7 separate regions of the Mus musculus genome follow, and all the other regions are linked to region 5. A link is a contact called in public ChIA-PET and HiChIP or PLAC-seq data. All regions are on one chromosome and are shown on one strand. Each heading gives the region's core, a stretch centred on a gene start, on an enhancer-like site or on the middle of the called end of the contact. The rest is flanking DNA. Distances are from core to core; before and after follow the strand shown. Region 1 has its middle 48 kb from the start of 4930556N13Rik. Region 2 overlaps Scpep1 (serine carboxypeptidase 1). Region 3 holds the start of Coil (coilin). Region 4 holds the start of Scpep1 (serine carboxypeptidase 1). Region 5 holds the start of Mrps23 (mitochondrial ribosomal protein S23). Region 6 overlaps 4930556N13Rik (RIKEN cDNA 4930556N13 gene). Region 7 holds the start of Mtmr4 (myotubularin related protein 4).

Region 1 (2,767 bases), core at 263-2,762, 600 kb before region 5:
CTAAATATCTAAATATCAGCTACAAGTATTAAGTCGGCTAACAAGGACCTCAACAGAAGATAATACAATGACTAGCTTCCCACGCACCAACAATAAACAGTTGGGAAGTGAATTTTAAAACTTACTATTGGGCCAATAAGATTGCTCAGTGGCTAGAGACACTTGTGCACAGGTCTAATGAGCTGAATTTCATAAGACAGCAAGAGAGAACTGACTCCTTTGACCAGTGTGTGTGTGTGTACACACGGATTTTTTTTCCAAATCCATATTAGTTACAGTGGTGTCACAAAAGCACAAAGATACTAAGAGAAAAAAAAATCTAACAATGGATTTATAGTATTCCTATGTGGAAACCCTGAGAGAATTTACAAGTCCCTTCTCCAATTCTGAAACACCAAAGGAGTGTCCAACAATCAAATTCAATTCTGATACCAGTTATCCAAGACTCCTCAGACCTCCCAAATCAAGGGGTTCTGCAACACCCCAGACTTAGCCACTAGGCACTAGTGCCATGCACCTGACCATAGATAAAGGGGTTTCCACAACTATTTCCTGACCTTCAGTCTTTCAGCAGAGTGACCAGTACTTAGCAAAACACTTTGTGCACCATTCTTTTTTTTTTTTTTTTTTTTTTGCTTTTTTCGAGACAGGGTTTCTCTGTGTAGCCCTGGCTGTCCTGGAACTCACTCTGTAGACCAGGCTGGCCTCGAACTCAGAAATCCACCTGCCTCTGCCTCCCGAGTGCTGGGATTAAAGGTGTGTCCACCATGCCCGGCTTGTGTACCATTCTTAACTGTAAGGCGTGTACCTGGTAGGAACGGAAGAGACACAAGGGTAGTGTGCATGATGAATATGTAAATATTTATCACAGATGGACATCATTGCCCCTCCCTGATCACCATCAGGAGGTGGTGGTAGTTGGTTAGTTCTGATTTGCAGTTAGTTTTTATTGCTCTGTCCAGAATGACCAAAGTTAATTGCCTCCCATCATCACCGTGGTCATGACTTGTGACATCATCTCAGAGTGGCTGTCCAGGGGTTCACATGGTCAAAGAGTCCCTGGAGTCAAACCAGAGCTGACAGCTGTACAGTGATGCCCTGACCTTGACCGTCCTAACATTTACACTAGCTAAACCGGACAATAGGCCTTCGCTTCCCGATTGCTCAGGTCTGAAACGTTAACAACAACTCCAGAGGACGTCGTGCTTACAACGAAAGCTCCGAAGAATTCATTTGAAGAAGCCACTTCGATTAATCTCGCATCTGGATAAAAAACGAAATTTGGGACCTCAATTACCTGATTGAGTCCCACGCAGCCCTCGCCAGCAGTAATATTAATGAGGGCAGCAATCACTTCTCCCACTCCGAGACCCGATTGCAATTCCATCCCCAGCAATCTGTCCTTCAAGTGCACCGGAAGTGGCTCTATTTTCTCCTCTGTTGGAGAGGCTCAGTTCTGAATCCTTAACCCTCTGTGCACCGCTGGCTGTAGAGAGCTCGCGATGCCGCAGTTCCGTGAGTCTGTTACAGTCAGGAGCAGGTGGGGATAATCACAGCCAACACTCACTTGGAAAATAGGCTTCACCATGCCCGCTAATCAACTGAGAAAACTGAGGTTGTTAAAGACGGAGTCTAAGCCATCCAGTGGTGGTGGCGCCGCTGCCGCCGCCGCCGCCTTTAATCCTGGCACTTGGGAGACAGAGGAAGGCAGATCTCAAGTGAATTTAAGGCCAGCCTGGTCTTCAAAGTGAGTTTTAGGACAGCCAGGCCAAGGATGAGAAGTTTAAGGCCAGCCTGTGGTCAGTGAGGGACAGAGATGAGTCAGGGATACTTGACTTTGTCGCCCACCTATGTTTGTTTTCAAAGATTTGCACGTTCCAGGGATGGAAACTTGTCCTTGGTTCATGGTAATGGAGGGTGATGAAGGTAAAGCCGGACTTTGAGGCTTTGTGGGGGGAGAAAGCTTTCTGCAGAGGAGAAGAGAGGCTGGGCAGCCATTCCACTAGCAACCCAAGCAGCAATCTGTGTCCCTGGCCTCTATTCCTCTGAAGCTCTCCTGTGGTGACCCTTGTCAATTATACCACTGGTGAAATATGGGTGGTGTGCTTCCGATCCCGCACCACCTGGTGTGCATCTGGTCAGCTGCCTGGTCACCGGCCATGCAGTCAGAGCGCGAGGAGCCCTCGGAGGAGGTGAATCAGCAGGATGAAGTCCCAGGAGCAAATCCTCATCAACAATGGTCAGGTGGTGGAGGCCAAGGCCGCGCACCAGGACAAGATGGAGAGCCTTCTCCAGCTCTGTACCCCTCAGACGCACCATCTGGCAACTGCTAGCCTGTCAGAAGACAGAGGGCCCTGTGCAAAGGTGAAGGGGGACAGCCTCCCTGCCTTTGCCATTGAAAAAAGAAGAGCCGGAAGGGCCTGGCGATGATCACTTATAATTTCAGTGCACAAAATTAGAGGCAGGTGGACCAAGAGTGCCAGTGAAGGGCTCCATGAGACATCTACTCTCTGACTATGGCCTTTGACTTGGGTCTAAGGGATACATGAGACACCTGCTCTCTGGCTATGGGGCTATGGTCTTTGGCTGGTAGTTAAGGGCTACATGAAACACCCATTTGCTAACTATAACCTTTGACTTGGGCCTAAGGGCTACACGAGGCATCCATTCTCTGGCTATGGCCTTTGTCTAGTTGCTAAGGGCTACATGAGACATCCATTCTCTGACTTTGGCTTTTTTTTTTTTTTTTTTGACTTCATTTTTGTTC
Region 2 (2,803 bases), core at 264-2,763, 730 kb before region 5:
CGCCCTAATCAGGTGCCGTTTGTAGGGGGAGGGAGGGGGATGTGTGCAGATTCGGAGCCCTTAATCTGCAGGCTGGGTTTCCTCGGTTTATAAGTAAAATGATCTTAACCACCTGCCGCAGATGTAGAATCGGCAGCGATGTGGCAAAAGGGATTTAGAATAAGGAGCTGGCGGAGAAGTGGGTGGGGGGAGACGTGGCGTGTGATTGGTTGTAGGATTGGTTGCATAAGGACTATTACACCCCTTACCTTTGTGACACATTGACAAAATAAGAGTAGGGCATGGTAGAGCTGGGCATGGTGGTGCTCACCTTTAATCCCAGCACTTGGGAGGCAGAGGCAGGTGGATTTCTGAGTTCAAGGCCAGCCTGGTCTACAAAGTGAGTTCCAGGACAGCCAGGGCTACACAGAAACCCTGTCTCGAAAAACTAAACAAGGGCTGGTGAGATGGCTCAGTGGGTAAGAGCACCCGACTGCTCTTCCGAAGGTCTAGAGTTCAAATCCCAGCAACCACATGGTGGCTCACAACCATCAGTAACAAGATCTGACGCCCTCTTCTGTGTCTGAAGACAGCTACAGTGTACTTACATATAATTAATAAATAAATAAATAAATAAATAAATAAATCCCCTTTATAAAAAAAAAAGAAAAGAAAAGAAAAACTAAACAAAAGAGTAGGGCATGGTAGTACATGGCTGGAAATCCCAGAACCAAGGAGGCTGATAGGAGCGTCACAAGTTTGAGGCCAGTCTGGGCAATTTAGCAAAAAGTGTCTCTTAAAAAAAAAAAAAAAATCTGGGCATGGTGGCGCACGCCTTTAATCCCCAGCACTTGGGAGGCAGAGGCAGGTGAATTTCTGAGTTCGAGGCCAGCCTGGTCTACAAAGTGAGTTGTCCAGGACAGCCAGGGCTACACAGAGAAACCCTGTCTCGAAAAACCAAAAATAAATAAATAAATAATAATAAAGGGCCGGGGAGAGGCCCAATGGGGCCCAGTGGTTGAGGGTGCTCGCCATCAGGCCTGATGAGCTAAGCTCAGTCTCCGGGACTCACGTGCTGGAAGGAGAGAACTGACTCTCTGAAGTTATCCATCCTCTGGCCTCTATGCATGCGCCACAGCGTGCACCACGGCGTGCATCTGTCCCCTGCCCACCTATCAGTAAATAAACAGAAGTTTTAAAATTATGATCTAAAAAAATGGTTACATGTAAGGTGCTAGATAGGGTTTGCCATGTGTGTTTTGCTCTGAAGGTCACCATGTGGAAATACTTGGGTCTTTGGAGGCCAAATCCAGCAGAAACCTTGGATAAGTTCCTACTTAGTCCCTTGGGGATCTTTGAACAAGCAGGGTAGCATTTGTTTGGTTTACATCCAAGATACCCCAGGACTACCGGGTCAAGGAGTCCCCTTTCTTCCGTGTAGCTGCTGAGGGCTTTGTTTTGACCTCTGTCTTGACTTCGTTAGGGGGTCGTGGGTTACTCTATCACAATCTGCATTGTAGTGGGCTGGCCTGATGCTGTTTATATGCTAATGCTAGTACTGATGCCAGAGAGAAGAGAGTTTGCAAGTAGACCTAGGTGACCTAATGCTATGTGACCTTGCCCCCACGGTATTTCTGATTGGTAAATAAAGATGTTGACAGCCAATAAATAGCTGGGCAGAAGAGATGTAGGTGGGATTTAGGGTTCCAGGGCCTGGGGATTTGAAGGAGACCACAAAAGGTAAAAGAAGTGGAGGAAAAGCCACCATGGGTTAAATGAGTCATGAAAATGTGGCCCTGAGGGAGAGCAGCCCCAATGAAACATAGTAACAAATAACTTGGGGTTATCGATAGGGAAGTAGATTCTAATAACATAGAGGGTAGATATTTGACCAGCTCTTGTGCTAATTGAGGCTTATTATAAATATAAAGGTTGTGTGTGTCTTGTTTTGTTTTGTTTTGTTTTGTTTTTCAAGACAGAGTTTCTCTGTGTAGCCCTGGCTGTCCTGGTACTCACTCTGTAGACCAGGCTGGCCTCAAACTCAGAAACCTGCCTGCCTTTGCCTCTCAAGTGCTAGGATCAAAGGTGTGCGCCATCACTGCCCAGCTATATGCGTCTTTTATCCAGGAACTAAATGGTCACAGACGGGATAGAAAGCCCCACATTAGGATTTAAAATGTCTACAATACTTTAAGCATATCCCTGACTAGCATACAAATCAATGAGACTCAAACTATGGTTATTTTTACTTGGCTTTGACAATTACTGGGGGGTAACCCGTAATCTACTCTTCCAACTGGTGGCTTGGCCACCTCCCCAATGGTGTATCCCAGATACTTGCTGGGTTGTTTTGTTTTGTTTTCTGGCCTTGGTACCACTTAGCACTCTGGTGCAAAGCAGTTTATTTCCGAGTGGAACAGCTGAAAGCTTTCTGGGCCTCTGCCTCTCTGTTTCCTTCTGCAGATTTTAGCTCCTCGTTGCACATGGCACGTACCATCAGCACGCGCTCCCAAGCAAAGGGACAGTGTGCACTATTTTTATTTCCTTCTTGCTGGCCAGTTGGTCCCTCTGTGGAGCACCTGTCACTCAGCATTGCTTCCTAGGTGTAGGGGTGAGTTTAGCTACACCTGTTTGGCTCCTGGCTGGTTGAATGTGCGTACCTGCCCAAGAGCTATTTGGATTCTCAAATAAAAGACTCATGCGTGATCACCAGCCAGTCAATATTAATGTGCCTTGACTTGCTCAAAGGCTGGGCAGTTCTACTCCTCTGACCAGCTAGCATAGATTTCCCTCCAGTATTCCTGGCTCCTAAACCTTCCCCTGC
Region 3 (2,993 bases), core at 482-2,981, 770 kb before region 5:
CCCTGATGTTCTGAAGAAATTTTGCAAATGTGGCACTCTCGACAGAAAGCAACACTAAACAAAGGCAAGCAAGAAATAGCCTGCTTTATAATTCCATTTTTTTGGGTTTTTTTTTTTTTTTTTTTTTTGGTTTTTCGAGACATGGTTTCTCTGTATAGCCCTGGCTGTCCTGGAACTCACTTTGTAGACCAGGCTGGCCTCGAACTCAGAAATCCACCTGCCTCTGCCTCCCAAGTGCTGGGATTAAAGGCGTGCACCACCACGCCAGGCCTATAATTCCAAATTTAACTCACCGCAGCGGAAGCTTAGAGGTGTGGTTGGAAGTGGTGGGACCATAGACTATATCAGTATGTATGCCAACTGGTATGACCAATCGCATCAGCCCGCCATCTGAGACAACTAAGCCACCTGCCAACTAGTCACACTGTAGTCGCTCCTGGATACTCACTTCAGTGACAACGATTAAATTCTCCTTCTTGTTGTTTTGAGACAGGTTTCTCTACCCAGCCCTCACGAGGGTGGCTTCAAATTCAGAGATCTGCCTGCCTCTGCCTTCTGAGAGTTAGGATACAAGGTGTACGCCACCTCCACTCGGGCCTCTCTCTCTCTCTCTCTCTCTCTCTCTCTCTGTCTCACATTTGTTTCTTTTGTTTTCCAAGACAGGGTTTCTCTGTGTAGCCCTGGCTGTCCTGGAACTCACTCTGCAGACTAGGCTGACCTCAAACTCAGAAATCCACCTGCCTCTGCCTCCCGACTACTGAGAGTAAAGGCGAGCGCCACCACGCCCAGCCTGATTTTACCTTTTTTCTTTTTTAAACAGCTCTCACATATGCCAGGCTGACCTATGTAGCCAAGGATACTTTGAACTCCTGATCCTCCTGTCTGTCTTCACCTCCTCAGTGCAGGGATTCCTGGTTAGCCAGCTGGGAATCAAATCTAGGGCTTTGAGATGCAAGCAGTCAAGCTACTGAAACACACAGCCTTCTGTGTGACACGTGAAACGCATTCCGATACCAATTGGATGGGACCCAATGACACCTGAATGAGACACAGAAATCCACCAGAAGTGGACACTGCCAAGGCGCTAAGGTGGGCCATTCCATACATTACTCAGAAAACATCTCTGCTTCCTGCCTGCAAGTGCAGCCCAGAGAAGGCGGGTCTGTGGCATATTTGCGCCATGCACACTGCACACAGAGCCTGGCAGAGTGAGTACTGGCCCTGCTCTTGAGCACCGGAGCTGCTCCAAGTTTAGTCCCCCTGAAATGAGAAGCGTCCCGGGGAACCCGGGGAAGGATGCTCCATCCTGGGCTGGACCACTCAGGATCTCGCGAACCTGCCTTTCCGCAGCTGGCTAGCTCGCTACCCGGATCCTGCATCCTGCGGTCCAGCAAGCGCCCCCCACCCGCACCCGCACCCCGAGCCGCGCGCCCCCACCCCCACCCCCGCGCGCTCCCGCGCACCTGAGGCTGTCGTTGTCTCTCACCAGGCGCGCGCTCTCGGCAGGGGGCAGCAGCCCCCCTTCCAGATAGAGGCCCAGGAGCGCCCCGGAACTGAAGCCGAAGCGCTGGCGGATGAGACTGATGAGATCCGTGACAACTCGACATCTGTTCAGGTCCACCAGAAGCCAGAAGACCGTGCAGTGTGGAGTGGCCGGCGGCGGGTAGTCAAATTGAAGCCGTAGCCTAACCGTCTCGGAGGCTGCCATCTTGCTCATGCTCGACGGAAGCCGAGAGGTTCCAAGGGCTTTCGCAGCGGCGTGGTCCGGCGGCCCGCCCCCAGCAGCAGCTAGCGTGCGCCGCCTGGGGGCGCAAGTAGGTCTGTAAGGCTCCCCTCGCGAGCTCCCCATTCTTTCTCAGGGCTGAACATACATGCAAGTTGACTGTCAGGATAGCTGCTACGATATCGGTTCGTGTAATTAAACAGAAACAAACCAAAAATCTATAAAATTAATAAGCAGCAAGCCTGACTCGAACCCCTGTAATAGGTTTTTACTTTTCTACCAAAAAGGTCAGGAAAGCACCAAATTGTGGTGCGTGTCCAAGCAGAAAATGAGACATTCTCGTGATGCGAGACTTAAAGTTCTCATAAGACTGTTTAAAACTCACACACACACGTCCTTGGGGGCCTCAGGGAGTTCAGTGTGTCCTCTGTCCCTGACCAGATCAAGTGCTTTCCTCATCTTGAGGCAGAACAGTATTCTGAAAGTGTTGACGGTCCAGAGAGTCAGAAAGCTAAATAAATAGGAAGATTTTCTTTAAAAGATTTATTTATTATATATAAGTTACACTGTAGTTGTCTTCAGACACTCCAGGTGGTGCCTAGGTACCCAGAGAAGACACTCAGGAACCACACCATTCACTCCAGAGCCTGCTGTTCCCGACCAGTCCTGCCTGTAGCAGGCCCTATCATCCCAGAGGGAATCATCCCCTACGGACGCCCTGTTCTAGCTTTGTTCCTTTCTCCTCAGGGATGGCTGCTGCTGGCTGCTGGCTGCTGGCCACCTCCAGTCGAGAGGTAGAATACAGTATGACGCGAGAGCAGTATTTGTGCTTTTAGGGTTATTTAATATTTATTTTAAAAGACAGCCAATTTATTTATTTATTTTCAACTAGAGAATGGGTCTCTAGGTCTCTAGGAATTGGCTGTGGGGCCCTCACTGCACATCTTGTTCCTTAGCACTGTTTCCAGAATCCTTCCTCACGTCTGGAAGAGGTGGAGGAAAAGATTAGGGGTGGATCTCCAGGCCTTCAAAGACATCTCCTGTTCTGAAGGCCAGGCCCACTGTGGCTGGGGTCTCTGGCCTTGCTACCTGAAAAGTGAAGCCACATTCCCTCAGAGTTTTCATCTCATCAAGGAGCTGGTTGTCCTTGAACAGCAGCTGCTCCTCAGGAGGCCTCTTCATGATGCCCTCAATGATGCGCTTGAGCTCCCACACCGTGCTTGACTCCTTGGCATCAGTGAAGATGGTGGTCTTCTTGTGTCGGATCACA
Region 4 (2,776 bases), core at 4-2,503, 750 kb before region 5:
AATTCCTCTCCACAAGCCCTTGATACCTTCTTTTAAATAACTGCTTTGAAGATAGTATATCACACACAGTGATGTTGACCATGCTATCAAGAGAGAAAAAGTCCACTTTTTTTTTGCTGTGTTTAAAATACATAACCAAAAGTTATAGGATCTATATAGTAATTTTTTATGAATTACTAGTATATTAATGACACATGTGATTTGATAATAATATTTTCGATTCACTTTATCTATGTGAGCGTTTTGCCTGCAGGCTTATATATGCATCATATGTATGCTTGAGGAAGTGCCAGATCCCCTGGATCATGAGATGTGGAGTTCTGAATCTGTACGCCACCATGTGGGTCTTGGGAACCAAACTTGGGTCCTTTGGAAGAGCAACAATGCCCTTAACCCCTGAGCCACCACTTCAAAGTAATGGGTTTCTGAAAATAGAATCTAGACTCTTTCTTTCTCTCTTCTTTTCTTTCTTTCTTTCTTTCTTTCTTTCTCTCTCTCTCTCTCTCTCTCTCTCTCTCTCTCTCTCTTTTTCTTTCTTTCTTTCTGTTTTTTTTTTTTTTTTTTTTTTTTTTTTTTTTTGAGACAGGGTTTCTCTGTGTAGCCCTGGCTGTCCTTGAACTCACTCTGTAAACCAGGCTGGCTTGGAACTCAGAAATCCACCTGACTTTGCCTCCCAAGAGCTGAAATTAAAGGTGTGCGCCACCACTGCCCAGCTCTAGTCTTAAAAGACCTGCTGGTTCGTGCTTTAATCTGACTTCATCTTTTCAGATGCAATTTTTTAAAATTCTAGGCCTGAGACTATGGAGATGGCTCAGTAATTTAAGAGCACTTGTTGGTTTTCCAGAGGACTCAAATTCAGTTCCCAGCATCTGCACCGGCCACTCAAAAAGCCCTGTAACCCTAGCTCCAGAGAAACCCACTCCTTCTGCATAAACCCACACATGTGGCATATACATTCATACACACATATGCACATAAAATAATAAAAACAAGTCTTAAAAGATAAAACATAAGCCTTTTGTCGGAGAAGACAAACACGGGCCGGGCTGAGGGGATGGTGGTTATCCAGTTGTAGTTTTCTCAATTCTTCCCTACTTAGTAACCAAGGTCAGATGACATATTAACTGCCTCCTTTGTAGCACCTCCCTCGAGAGCCCTTTGTAGGAGGTCCTGGGTGGGTCCGACCGGCAGAGGGAGCGCGGAATCCTTAGGAGTGTCAGGGCCCACTTAGGCTCCGCCCCTGACTCCGCCCAGTCCCCGCGCAAGCCGTCACGCGATGGCCTTTGGCTCCTGCCTGTTGCTGATGTTGCGGCGGGGTTTTCATCATGGAGCTCTCGCGGCGGATCTGTCTCGTGCGACTGTGGCTGCTGCTCCTATCGTTCTTACTGGGCTTCAGCGCGGGTAGGTTCGTGAGAAAGACGCACCAACGGTGGGTGCCTCCTTCTCGAATTTGTTGATGCGTTCGCGTTTTTCTTTTTCTTTTTTTTAAAACACATTTCTTTCTCCCGCTTCTTCCCTTGAGAAATTTATATTGTTTCTGAACCTCTTAATTTTTATTTGTGTCTTAATTCAAAGTGCCTTTTCCTGCCCCTTCCTGATGCAGGGTGATTCCTGGAGATGGAAGTGTTTGTACAGAAACGTATGGTTTCAGGAAATTGCTGATGAGTGAGACTTCACGGTCTAAAGGCCACCTCCCCTTTCTCCTGTGGTTAGCTGCCTAGTGACGTTTTAGGGTCATTTGATTGAGCTGAGATTGGAGGCCAAAGAGACCTCTACAAATCCTTGCTTTGAAACAAAGCCTGCCACCTCTGCTGGTTTAGAAGAGACAAAATATCAGCTGACTGCTCTGGCCTATTTTTGGGCAAAAAAGAATTTTGTTTTGTGGAATGACTTGCAAATTGGCACATTTTCTTTCTTTCTTTTCTTCTCGTTTTTTTCCTTTTTTTCTTTTTGTTTGTTTTTCCAGACAGGTTTTTTTCTGTGTAGCCTTGGCTGTCCTGGAACTCTCTCCATAGACTAGGCTGGCCTCGGACTCTTACCTACCAAGTGTCTGGATTAACTCTCACTTTATTAAAGGAAAAAAATATATTTTGTCTTGCCTCCATGTCTGTCTGTGTACTACTTGTATGCCTGGTGCTCTGAGAAGTCAGAAGAGGGCTTTGGATCTCAGGAAAGCGAAGGTACAGAAGTTGTGAGCTGCCATGTGAATTCTGGGAATTAAACCCAGGTCCTCTGGAAGAGCAAGACAGTGAGAAAGTGATCTTACCAGCTGAGCCATCTTTCCAGCCTTTTAATTTAATTTCTTTCTTTCTTTCTTTCTTTTTTAATTTGTTTTGTGAGTGTCAAAGGGTGTGTGTGTGTGTGTGTAGTCAGAGGACAACACGGAGAAGTCAGTTTTTCTATGATGTAGCTCCCTGTGACTGAACTAAGGGTGCCAGGCTTGGTGGCCACTGTCTTTTATCTCCTGAGTCATCTCACCACCCCTGATTTTCAGTCTTTTTTTTTTTTTCAAAGATTTATTTATTTTATGTATATGAGTACACTGTAGCTGTGCAGATAGTTGTGAGCCATCGTGTGGTTGTTGGGAATTGAACTCAGGACCTCTGCTCGCTCCATCCAGCCCTGTTCACCCCATCCCAAAGATTTATTTATTATTATATGTAAGTACACTGTAGCTGTCTTTAGACACGCCAGAAGAGGGTGTCAGATCTCATTACAGATGGTTGTGAGCCATCACTTTCAGCACTTGGGACTTGAACTCAGGACCTCTGGAAGA
Region 5 (3,015 bases), core at 262-2,761:
AATCCTCAGACCATATTCCACCTATTTCCGCTTCCAAAGAAGCTACTGTGATAGCAGCAGCTTAAGTGTGGAGCCAGACGTGATTCTCAGATCCACCGCCCTCTGGGGTGGCCATGGTGGTTAACCTCCTTGAACCTGATAGTTCTCTTGAATAACACAGAGGCAATGATACCTGCCTTCGCGGACAGGGTTAGAGTAATAAAGTCTATGAGCTGATGTTTGTCAAGGGCTGATCAAGTACCTCATACAGAACAGAGGCCAGTTAACAAACACTTTATCTGCAACTTTGTCAGTTTAGTCTCCAGATTCCACTTCTTAGAACTTCTGTTTCTGGGCTGGAGAGATGGCTCAGTGGTTAAGAGCACTGACTGCTCTTCCAGAGATCCTGAGTTCAATTCCCAGCAATCACATGGTGGCTCACAACCATCTGTAATGCGATCTGATATCCTCTTCTGGTGGTCTGGTTGGCAGACTTCTACATGAGCCTTCCTCTCTGAAGGTCTGCGGCACCCTGCTCACTATAGGGGATAGACACTTACGCTCGAATCTGATCCTCCTGGTAAAAGATGTCCTGGATGTCAGCTTTGGCTTTGCCGTATCGCAAGCGGGGCCTTCGGAAGACAGGCTCTCTCAGGGGTGGAAAGGCCTTATATATGTCATACCACAGTGGCTTCTCTTTCAACACCCCGGCCCGCATCAGATCCCTCGTCCTTAGAAAGGGAACAGAACCAAGGTCAGTCGGTTACCACAGGGTTGTAAAGTCTCTGAATCAACTTAAACGAAGGAAAGAGCAGCCTGGTAGGGGTGAGCTGAAATGGGCCTCCCGCCTAAAGGAGGCACGGCCAATACACACAGCAACCTAGCATGGCCACAGTGTTAAGTCCAGTTGGTTAGCTCTCATGTAGCCTAGGCTAGACTTAAACTAAAGAGTGTGGCCAAGGATGACCTTGAATTTAGTGCCTCCCTGCACTTCCCTAGAGCTAGGATTACAGCGTGTCCACGCAGGCTTTTTGTTTTGACAGAAGTCCACCAGTAGCCTTGCTACGAAGCCAGGTTGGCCCCGGTCTTGTGGCAATCCTCCTGCCTCGCCTCCTAAGTGCCGAGACTACGCGCGCGAGCCACGACACACAGCTTCCATCTTCTTGCACGGGTCCCACCCACCGTTCCATAGTGAAAAAGCAAGACCTGTCCAGTCAGGCCCTTCAGCTTCTTTACTGTAGAAGGTCTCCACCGAAATGGGGTGGCGAGCACAATCTGACAGGACAGAAATCCAAGGGGACAGAGACAAACCACACCGATTCCGTGCCAAGGGCATCACCTGGCTCGGACACCCGCAACCGCATCCCCTAAGGATATGCCAGGAGGGTCGTGACCCGCTAGGAACTCTGCCCTCGCCCAACTCGGAGCACGCACCGGGAGAACACGCTCCCCACCGTCTCCAGCCGGCTCCCCGCCATGGCCACTTGGGCTAGAAAGCCTCGGGCTGTTACCGGAAGCGGAAGCGGCAGCAAGCAAGCCAAGGGGGAACAAGCGGCTGGCCGAGCCGAGGATGACAGTCCCGCCTCGACGTCATCCGGACGGCGGAACCAGGCAGAAGCAAACGATGGGCTGAGCAGGAGCCCTCAGGTCCTGCGTCCGGGTGGGTGGGGGTGGGGTGGGGTGGTCAGATACGAATAATCGATTCCCGAGCCAAAAGAGCGGGAGCGCGCCAAAGCTGCGCAAGAGTAGCAAACGACCGGTCCTGGGGAAAGGTGGAGTGTGGCGCCTGCTTTCTTCTCTCTAACTTTGCAAAGCTTCCTCCTCTCTGGCAGGGTGGAGGGAATAGTGTGGAGCTCGCCGGGATGCAGCACATCCTACAGTCAGGAACAGCTAGCCAATATGACATTTGAGGACACCAGGCTCGACTAAGCCTAATCTTAGCCACTCACACTACTCAGAAACTGAGACCCAAATAGGGGCGAAGTAACTTTTCCAAGTGACACGAGCCTCCAGGCCTCCTTCCTCGGCCTTTTGCGCCTTAAGCGGGGCTCAGCAGAGCAGTCTGTTTTCAGGCTCAGTGGAAAGCTGCCTGTAAGTAGTAGTTCCTCCGCTGGAGGCGTCCCTCGCCCGCCCGCTAGCGCTGGAGTTTTAAGAAGTAAAAGCCCAGAATGAATGCATTCGGAGGAAGAAAATAAAAATCTGGGGGAACGTAGTCTGTCATTGTTCAACTGTTCAAAGTATGGGTTTGGAGGAATATCCGTTGGAGAAGCACCCCTTAGAAATTTCATCAGGGTATTTGTGCGAAGAACATCATGGTTGATCGTAGTGACAAGATTTAAAAAAAAACAACAACAACAACAAAAACAAAACATCGGGCTGGAGAAAGAGTTCATCAGTTAAGAGCACTGACTGCTCTTCCAGAGGACCCAGATTCGAGTTCTAGCACACACAGGGTGACATAACCACCTGTCACTCTAGTCCCTGGAGATTTGATGTTCTCTTCTGAACACTGCAGGTACCAGGCATGTATGTGGTGTACAGGCTTACGTTCGTGCAAAATACTGATACACATGAAATTAATTAAAATTCATCATATGATCAGGAGGTGGTGGGTCATACCTTTAATCCCAGAACTCAGGAGACAGAGGCGGACGATCTCTGAGTTTGAGGCCAGTCTGGTGATGTACAGATCAAGTTGCAGGACAGCCAGGGCTACACAGTGAGATGCTGTCTAAGAAAAATAAAAAAACAAAAAACAGAAGAGCAACAACAAATATTTCATCGAATGAAAAGTAGTAGAGGATGTTAGCACACGCCTTTGATCCCAGCACTTGAGATGCAGAGGCAGGCAGATATTGAATATCTGTAAGTTAAGGCCAGCCTGACCTACATGGTGAGTTTCAGAAGCCAAGGCTGTGTAGAGAAAGACCCTATCTCAAAATAAACTAGTGGCTGGAAAGTTAGGGTTTGTGCATTCTATGAAAGCCTATGCACCTGGTAAAATTAACGAGCTAGGACCATCTGTATTTACCTACC
Region 6 (3,017 bases), core at 231-2,730, 670 kb before region 5:
AGGATCCAATGTAAGCTGAGGCTAGCCCTGAACTTCTGATCCTTCAGCTTCTATCGTCCCCCACACCCCACCTCCACCACCAAGTGTGTCCTTTCTGGTATGCACCCTCCCCACACACCTCTGTTTCTATTCTCAGCCTTCCTCTTTCTTTCCTTTTCCCCCATCTCTTTCCTTCCTACCTTTCCCTTCTCTTCCTCTGTTTTCTCTTTCTTTCCTTCTATTTATTTATTTACTTATTTACTATATGTAAGTACACTGTCACTGTCTTCAGACACTCCAGAAGAGAGCGTCAGATCTCGTTACGGATGGTTGTGAGCCATCATGTGGTTGCTGGGATTTGAACTCAGGACCTTCAGAAGAACAGTCGGTGCTCTTAACCACTGAGCCATCTCACCAGCCCCTTTCCTTCTATTTATAGTTGAAGTCTGGGGATTCAGTCTAGGACTGTGTGCATGCATGCTGGGCAAGCACTCTACCACTGAGCTATATCCCCAGCCAAAATCTGTTTTTTAGTTTTTAATGGCTGCTAACATCACAAGACATCCATAGATACTTTTTTTTTTCCCAGCGCTGAAGATCTATCTCAGAGTCTTGCACATACCAGGCAAGAACTTTACTGAGCTAAACCCCTAATCCAATATAGACAAATTTTATGTATAAGTTACATAATAAGTTTTTAAGGGGCTGGCAAGATGGCTCAGTGGTTAAGAGCGCCGACTGCTCTTCCGAAGGTTCTGAGTTCAAATCCCAGCAACCACATGGTGGTTCACAACCATCCATAACAAAATCTGATGCTGTCTTCTGGTGTGACTGAGACAGCTACAGTGTACTTACATATAATAAATAATAAATCTTTTTTTAAAAAGTTTTTAAACCGGTAACTTCCCTGTTACCCTAATTCCCTCATTTCCAGAGAAAATGAAAGAAAAGGCATCCTAGCGCTCCTATCCCTCAGGAAAGGGAGGGTCACAGCTGCTCACAGTGGGAGACAGGCTCATAATCCCATCAGCACCGTCTACTAAGATGGAAATGCGACTTCCTTCTGCTTGCGCTTCTCCCCCTCAGCCGAGGCTGCCAGCTCTTCTTGCCAGGTTGTTATTTCCTTACATGGTACAGAACCACACGTGCGTCTGGAAAGCTGTCCTGTCTTGTTCTGCATTATATATTATAAAAACCTACAAATCATACAGAACACAACAAACGAGAAACGTAAAATCCCCAGGAGCAGGCTCGGGTTCTATGGGGGGCGGAGTTACGATTACTTATGTTTTCCTTGCGGGGCAGTTTCTGACCAGAGAGTATTTACTCTGGAGATTATCTGAGGGGATTAAAGCTGAGTGCCCCCCTCAGTAGATCTCACCCTGCGGTGCGTCCGACTTACGTGTGGAATAAATACAGGTTTGTCTCACCTGCAACCCTCTGAGTCTGCAGTGAGAAGCTCAGATGTGGCTCTAACTGCCCTCTGCACGCCGCTCTGCCACCCACTCCGCCGGCGCTGACCCTCTCCTTTGTCTTCTCTCCCTCCTTGCCCTCCCCCATTTTCCCCAAGTCTCAGGTAGCATCGCTTGAACTAAAATTTCCTCAGTAGGTCAGAATGACCTTGAAATCCTTATCCTCCTGCCTCAAGCTCTCAAGTGCTTGGATCACAGGTGCTCGTCACCACGCCCAGTGTACGGGGTACTGGGAACCGACTCAGGACTTCCTGCACTCTAGGTGGACGCTTACTAACTGAGATCTATCCTACCGGTTTTTTAGTTTTGGTTTTATTAAGACAAGGTCTCTCTGTGTAGTCTTGGCTGTCCTGGAACTCACAGAGATCCAAGTATCTATGCCTTCTGACTACTGGAATTAAAGGTGTGAGCCACCCCTCTGTTTTTTTGTTTTTGGGTTTTTTTGTTTTTTGTTTTTTGTTTTTAATAAGCCATTTCTTTTTTTCTCCCCACCCCTCTGTGCTGGAGATCACATCAGAGCCTTGAATAGGCTAAGCAAACACTTTGAACTCATCCCCAACCCCACTAAACCATTTTTTAATATGCCCCTTGCCTAATTTTTTTTTCTGATTTTGGTTTAAAAATAACAATAAGGAATATTTAAAAGGAAAACTAGTAATTCCAAATCAGTTGTCCAAGTACTAACATATTATTTCTGTGGCTCTATTCTTAATTATGTGTAAAGACCTTTAAAATTTGACACTAAGCACTTTGATACTTTTAAATTTTTTCATGCAGCCATATAGTGACAGAAATTGCTAAATAGTCCATCAAGAGTATTTACCTGTACCATAATTTAGCTAACCAGGTCCCTATTGGTGGGCCTTTCAGCTGTGACTTTATTTTTCAGTTCTCATAAAGAAAAACAGCAACAAGTTGTTGAACATAAGTGGATTTGGATTTTCTTTTGAGTCAGTTCCCTTGGGTAGTTTTGTGGGAAGCTGGTTATTGGGTCAAAGGATAGGAACTGGGTTTTTTTAATGACTCTAGTTAATGATTACTAAATTGCTTCCTCAGAGATTGAACAGATCTATAGAGCACCCTCTCCCTGGCATAATCCCTGAGGTTTCACGCACTGGTGGCCAGTACTACTACAGATGTAGCCCATTATCCCATGATAGATGGAAGAGATGGTGGTTCCATTTTATCAGTCACATTACCTTACTGAGAAGGCGAGAACCCTCACGTGTACCTTAAACCATTTCTAGATATCTCATAATATCTAACATAGCATAAATGCCTTGGAGTTAGTTGTTTTAGTGCATTGGTTAGGGGATATAGTGACTAACAAGAAAAAAGTTCATACAGGTTCAGAATAAATAATGTTGTTTTTTTTTTTTTTTGAGATAGGGTCCTAGCTATCCTAGGACTCACTATGTAGATCAGGCTAGCCTTGAACTCATAGAGATCTGCACGCATCTGCCTTCTGATTGCTGGGATCAAAGGTGTGCATCCTATGCTAGGCTTAGTTAATCTTGGTGTGTAGCCAGCCCAGCCTGGCCTTGAGTTTTACAGCCCTTTTCTCTG
Region 7 (2,773 bases), core at 188-2,687, 610 kb after region 5:
CACTGCCCATCCAAAAAAAAAAAAAAAAAAAAGCATCAGGGCAAATGAGCCTGTTTAGGAAGTGAACAGAGTAACCAGGGGCACTAGGGCCAAGAGAGGTGGGGCAGCTTCCCTGAGTCAGACTGGAGGATGAGACACACAGTGGTATGAGGGAAAAGGAGCTACTCACCATTCTACCTTGGCGAGGGTCCTGGCTGCCTGCTCCTGCTCGTCACTAAAGGAGACAGAACACAAGAGGAAAGTGCACGGTCATTAACATCACCATAGAATCAACGATTGTCACACGGGTCTACCCCTGAACTTCTCTGCAACTCATTTTCCTCCACCACAGAGGATCCGGCGTCTCAAAAAGTCACCACACCAGTCAGGCAATGGAAGAAGCAACAAGTGACCCTGCCCGGTGAGAATTCCACCACAAAAGTTCCTGAGCAAGGCTAAGTATCATCCTAGCTTACTCAGCAGAACTCAAACGTTCTGATCCCCACACCCAGCAGTAGAGCACTCCAAACCCTGCTCTCTACAAAAGAGAAGAAATTCCAACTCTGAAGAGACAAAGACTGCCCAACTGGGACTCACTTTTGGCCCTGGTAGGGGCATGAATCCACAGGGCAGTTCGGCCAGTCTCTGAGTCTAGGAGTAGCACCCACCTGACCTGTTACTGGGGGCAGAGTCCAGAGCAGAGGACAAGAGGGAGAGGACCACAACCTGTGATAAAAGAGCAGCAGGGTTGGCCCGGTCCTGCTGAGCATACTTGAGACCAAGTAGGTGAAGGTTTGAGGGAGGAGGCCACACAACAGGAGCAGAATTAGGCCAGTCCGGCCTGGGAGACAACATCTGTCAAATGGGTCGAATTAACAAGGATTTCAAGTTAAGGCCTCCTGGGCCCACTTAGGGAGCCAGGTCTGAATTTCACCGACACTCCTTCATGTTTGGTATGCTCGAGGGGTGTGCAGCAGAGCCCCATAGGAGGCTACGGCGATTAAAGCCTCCATTGTGATCCTACCAACCTTCCCTCCCTCACGGGGGAGCCCGCAAGCGGCCAGCCGGAGGTGCTGCCTCACGGCTCCCTGGCTCGCGGCCTGAGAAACAGAGAGAGGAAGGGAGCGACAAGGACCAGGCCTAGGAGGCCCAGGGTTCTCACAGTTAGGGACTCTGGTCTTAGGGTGGGGGGTGGGGGAGGATGGGCTAAGCAGCCAGGAGATCCAGGTGCCCAGGTTTTAGGGGCGGGGCCAAGGCCTCGGAGGCGGAGCCCCAAATGACAGAGGGCGGGACTCAAGAGAGCCGGCGAGGGCCGGGCAGGACTTGGTCGTTGTGGTTCCCAGGCTGGCAGTGCACGGGGTACAGTGACTCACCCAGGCGGCGTCCGCCCGACCCTCCAAAGCCGCGCTCTCACCACTTCCGTCTCCCGCAGCTGCTGAGGCCGCGCAGCTCGAACCCCACCACGGTCCCTTGTCCCCAACCAATCGTATCTCTAGCCTCTACCCGCCCTGGCCAATAGCCACGCGAAGTCCCGCCCTGCCTCACCACGCAGCCGCCGCCCTCACTCTCCACGCTGCTCACTGGTCCAGTGGGCAGACGCCCTCTCAGCTTGTAACCTATCCGGCACCCGGAGACCAGACAGTACCCGGAGGGAGGAGGCTTGGCGCCAGAGAGCAGACACGACCAATAGGAAATCACAGCGCGTCCCTCTGGCAGCCAATGGGAGAGGAGTAAGAGGGGTCGCAGCCTAGGGCTCCGGGGACAGGAAGTACGGCCGCCCGTCGCCTACTGGTAGCGCAACTGGGGGGCGGGACATTGCAGGGAATGGTAGCAGTCACTTCCGGTGACGACCCCGCCCGAGAGGTAGTTCGCAAATGACCTCGCGGTGGCTCAGCGTTTTAACCCAGTGGTGTTTCTGTTTTGCTCCAGTAATGCGAGAAAGGAAGGGTAGCATGCCGGCTAGGAAAGGGGAAGGTCCCTTCCCAAACTCTCGGTTCCATCACTCTCGTGTTTCGTCGCCCGGTCGATGGAAAAGAAAATCCTGGATTTTTTTTTTTTTTTTTTGTCTGCGAAAGAGAAGAGCTGGGTTCGGGAACTGCTGAAGCCACAGGAATGGAAAACGTGAAAGACCCTCCTAGAAGGCCTGGGAGGAAGGAGCTCTCGGACTGGCAGCGCTGGCGGTTCCCTTTGCGTATCTGGACTGGTTGTTAACGACCGACCAACCTTGCCGTCCTTCGAGACCTGCATTGCCGCCAGTCCAGAGTCTCTCAGCCAAGAGAGAAAAACTGGGTCTGACTGCCATTAGCTAGCTGCGGCTTCTTAGTCTGTAAAAGGGGTAGAGGGACAAGACTGAAGCGCCTGGAGCCAGCACCGGGACGCAGGTCACCAGTAACGCTGGAGGTCTCCGTGATCCGCGCCACTACTAACCAAACTGAAGTGGCAAAGAGTCCTATTCTCGGCGGATAGTCCGAGTCCTGGAGTGGGTCTAGGCCCTGAGATCCTAGGCTAGTGTCCTCACGTCTTGGTTTCTGAAGTACTTACAGTTACTAAGTCATAGGAAAACAGAAATCTCTCCTGAGTTCACTGTTTTAGTTACAGGGTCTAGAACCCGGGTCTAACCTAGCGCATGCGTGATACTGAGCTCCTTGGAGACTATGGCATTTTGTTTTTCCCTATGTCCCAGCACTCTAATTACAGGACCTTCAGAATTTGTTCAGCACTGTACCACAAGCTTCCTGGAATTTGGAGCTTAATTCTGCATATCTATTTACCCAAATCTGGGGAAAGGCGGAAA

What was found. ChIA-PET counts read pairs in DNA pulled down with a chosen protein or histone mark. HiChIP or PLAC-seq counts read pairs in DNA pulled down with a chosen protein or histone mark.
Region 1: an H3K4me3 HiChIP or PLAC-seq map of embryonic basal ganglia shows a contact between it and region 5, with 7 times the contacts expected there. The contact joins the enhancer-like site here to the promoter of Mrps23 in region 5. A contact is called at or near these places in 15 of 39 promoter capture datasets (the C10 cell line, the HPC-7 cell line, HPC-7-derived erythroid cells and 12 more), 7 of 484 Hi-C or Micro-C datasets (bone marrow-derived macrophages, cerebellar granule neurons, embryonic fibroblasts and 2 more), 18 of 115 datasets of contacts at active chromatin or transcription factors (the 230-238 cell line, the SCID.adh cell line, bone marrow-derived macrophages and 12 more) and 1 of 9 other capture datasets (adipose tissue).
Region 2: an H3K4me3 HiChIP or PLAC-seq map of embryonic stem cells shows a contact between it and region 5, with 4 times the contacts expected there. The contact joins the enhancer-like site here to the promoter of Mrps23 in region 5. A contact is called at or near these places in 4 of 39 promoter capture datasets (the HPC-7 cell line, cranial neural crest, frontonasal cranial neural crest and 1 more), 1 of 15 datasets of contacts at CTCF or cohesin (large pre-B cells), 2 of 484 Hi-C or Micro-C datasets (cortical neurons and lens fibers), 6 of 115 datasets of contacts at active chromatin or transcription factors (bone marrow-derived macrophages, embryonic basal ganglia, embryonic stem cells and 2 more) and 2 of 9 other capture datasets (embryonic stem cells and macrophages).
Region 3: an H3K4me3 HiChIP or PLAC-seq map of forebrain shows a contact between it and region 5, with 5 times the contacts expected there. The contact joins the promoter of Coil here to the promoter of Mrps23 in region 5. A contact is called at or near these places in 10 of 39 promoter capture datasets (the 3T3-L1 cell line, the C10 cell line, cranial neural crest and 6 more), 1 of 15 datasets of contacts at CTCF or cohesin (large pre-B cells), 1 of 484 Hi-C or Micro-C datasets (cumulus cells), 14 of 115 datasets of contacts at active chromatin or transcription factors (T-cell acute lymphoblastic leukemia, astrocytes, bone marrow-derived dendritic cells and 9 more) and 2 of 9 other capture datasets (liver and pancreatic islet).
Region 4: a contact with region 5 is called in an H3K4me3 HiChIP or PLAC-seq map of neural tube, with 4 times the contacts expected there. The contact joins the promoter of Scpep1 here to the promoter of Mrps23 in region 5. A contact is called at or near these places in 2 of 39 promoter capture datasets (cranial neural crest and macrophages), 3 of 484 Hi-C or Micro-C datasets (cerebellar granule neurons, cortical neurons and lens fibers), 12 of 115 datasets of contacts at active chromatin or transcription factors (bone marrow-derived dendritic cells, bone marrow-derived macrophages, craniofacial prominence and 7 more) and 2 of 9 other capture datasets (liver and macrophages).
Region 6: a FOXA1 HiChIP or PLAC-seq map of pancreatic cancer cells shows a contact between it and region 5. The contact joins the enhancer-like site here to the promoter of Mrps23 in region 5. A contact is called at or near these places in 16 of 39 promoter capture datasets (the 3T3-L1 cell line, 3T3-L1-derived adipocytes, the C10 cell line and 10 more), 2 of 484 Hi-C or Micro-C datasets (B cells and embryonic stem cells), 19 of 115 datasets of contacts at active chromatin or transcription factors (bone marrow-derived macrophages, embryonic basal ganglia, embryonic forebrain and 13 more) and 1 of 9 other capture datasets (liver).
Region 7: a contact with region 5 is called in an RNA polymerase II ChIA-PET map of memory CD8 T cells, with 11 read pairs. The contact joins the promoter of Mtmr4 here to the promoter of Mrps23 in region 5. A contact is called at or near these places in 3 of 39 promoter capture datasets (hippocampal neurons and liver) and 2 of 115 datasets of contacts at active chromatin or transcription factors (embryonic limb bud and memory CD8 T cells).

The regions. Positions count from the first base shown.
Region 1 is chr11:88,802,151-88,804,917 of GRCm38.p6, reverse strand. No RefSeq gene overlaps it. Among named protein-coding and RNA genes, the nearest start is that of 4930556N13Rik, 48 kb to the left of the region's middle. Within about 2 kb of position 1,512, at least 20 of the 459 cell types and tissues checked have an H3K27ac peak or open chromatin away from gene starts, as enhancers often do. A contact at or near this core is called in muscle stem cells, where this site is marked.
Region 2 is chr11:88,930,636-88,933,438 of GRCm38.p6, reverse strand. The region is part of intron 10 of Scpep1 (serine carboxypeptidase 1); the gene reads left to right. Scpep1os (serine carboxypeptidase 1, opposite strand) reads right to left here. Exons shown (of 5, transcript NR_045955.1): 4 at 1,052-1,151. Among named protein-coding and RNA genes, the nearest start is that of Scpep1, 23 kb to the left of the region's middle. Within about 2 kb of position 1,513, at least 12 of the 459 cell types and tissues checked have an H3K27ac peak or open chromatin away from gene starts, as enhancers often do. A contact at or near this core is called in embryonic stem cells, where this site is marked.
Region 3 is chr11:88,972,673-88,975,665 of GRCm38.p6, reverse strand. It overlaps Coil (coilin), which reads right to left and starts at 1,731. Exons shown (of 7, transcript NM_016706.2): 1 at 1,464-1,731. The coding sequence starts at 1,717. It also overlaps the pseudogene 2210409E12Rik.
Region 4 is chr11:88,953,919-88,956,694 of GRCm38.p6, reverse strand. It overlaps Scpep1 (serine carboxypeptidase 1), which reads left to right and starts at 1,253. Exons shown (of 13, transcript NM_029023.3): 1 at 1,253-1,401. The coding sequence starts at 1,326.
Region 5 is chr11:88,202,884-88,205,898 of GRCm38.p6, reverse strand. It overlaps Mrps23 (mitochondrial ribosomal protein S23), which reads right to left and starts at 1,511. Exons shown (of 5, transcript NM_024174.6): 1 at 1,414-1,511; 2 at 540-710. The coding sequence starts at 1,457.
Region 6 is chr11:88,871,869-88,874,885 of GRCm38.p6, reverse strand. All of the region lies in intron 3 of 4930556N13Rik (RIKEN cDNA 4930556N13 gene), which reads right to left. Among named protein-coding and RNA genes, the nearest start is that of Akap1, 8.8 kb to the right of the region's middle. Within about 2 kb of position 1,480, at least 32 of the 459 cell types and tissues checked have an H3K27ac peak or open chromatin away from gene starts, as enhancers often do. A contact at or near this core is called in liver and pancreatic cancer cells, where this site is marked.
Region 7 is chr11:87,590,830-87,593,602 of GRCm38.p6, reverse strand. Mtmr4 (myotubularin related protein 4) reads right to left here and starts at 1,437. Exons shown (of 19, transcript NM_133215.2): 1 at 1,353-1,437; 2 at 170-214. The coding sequence starts at 172.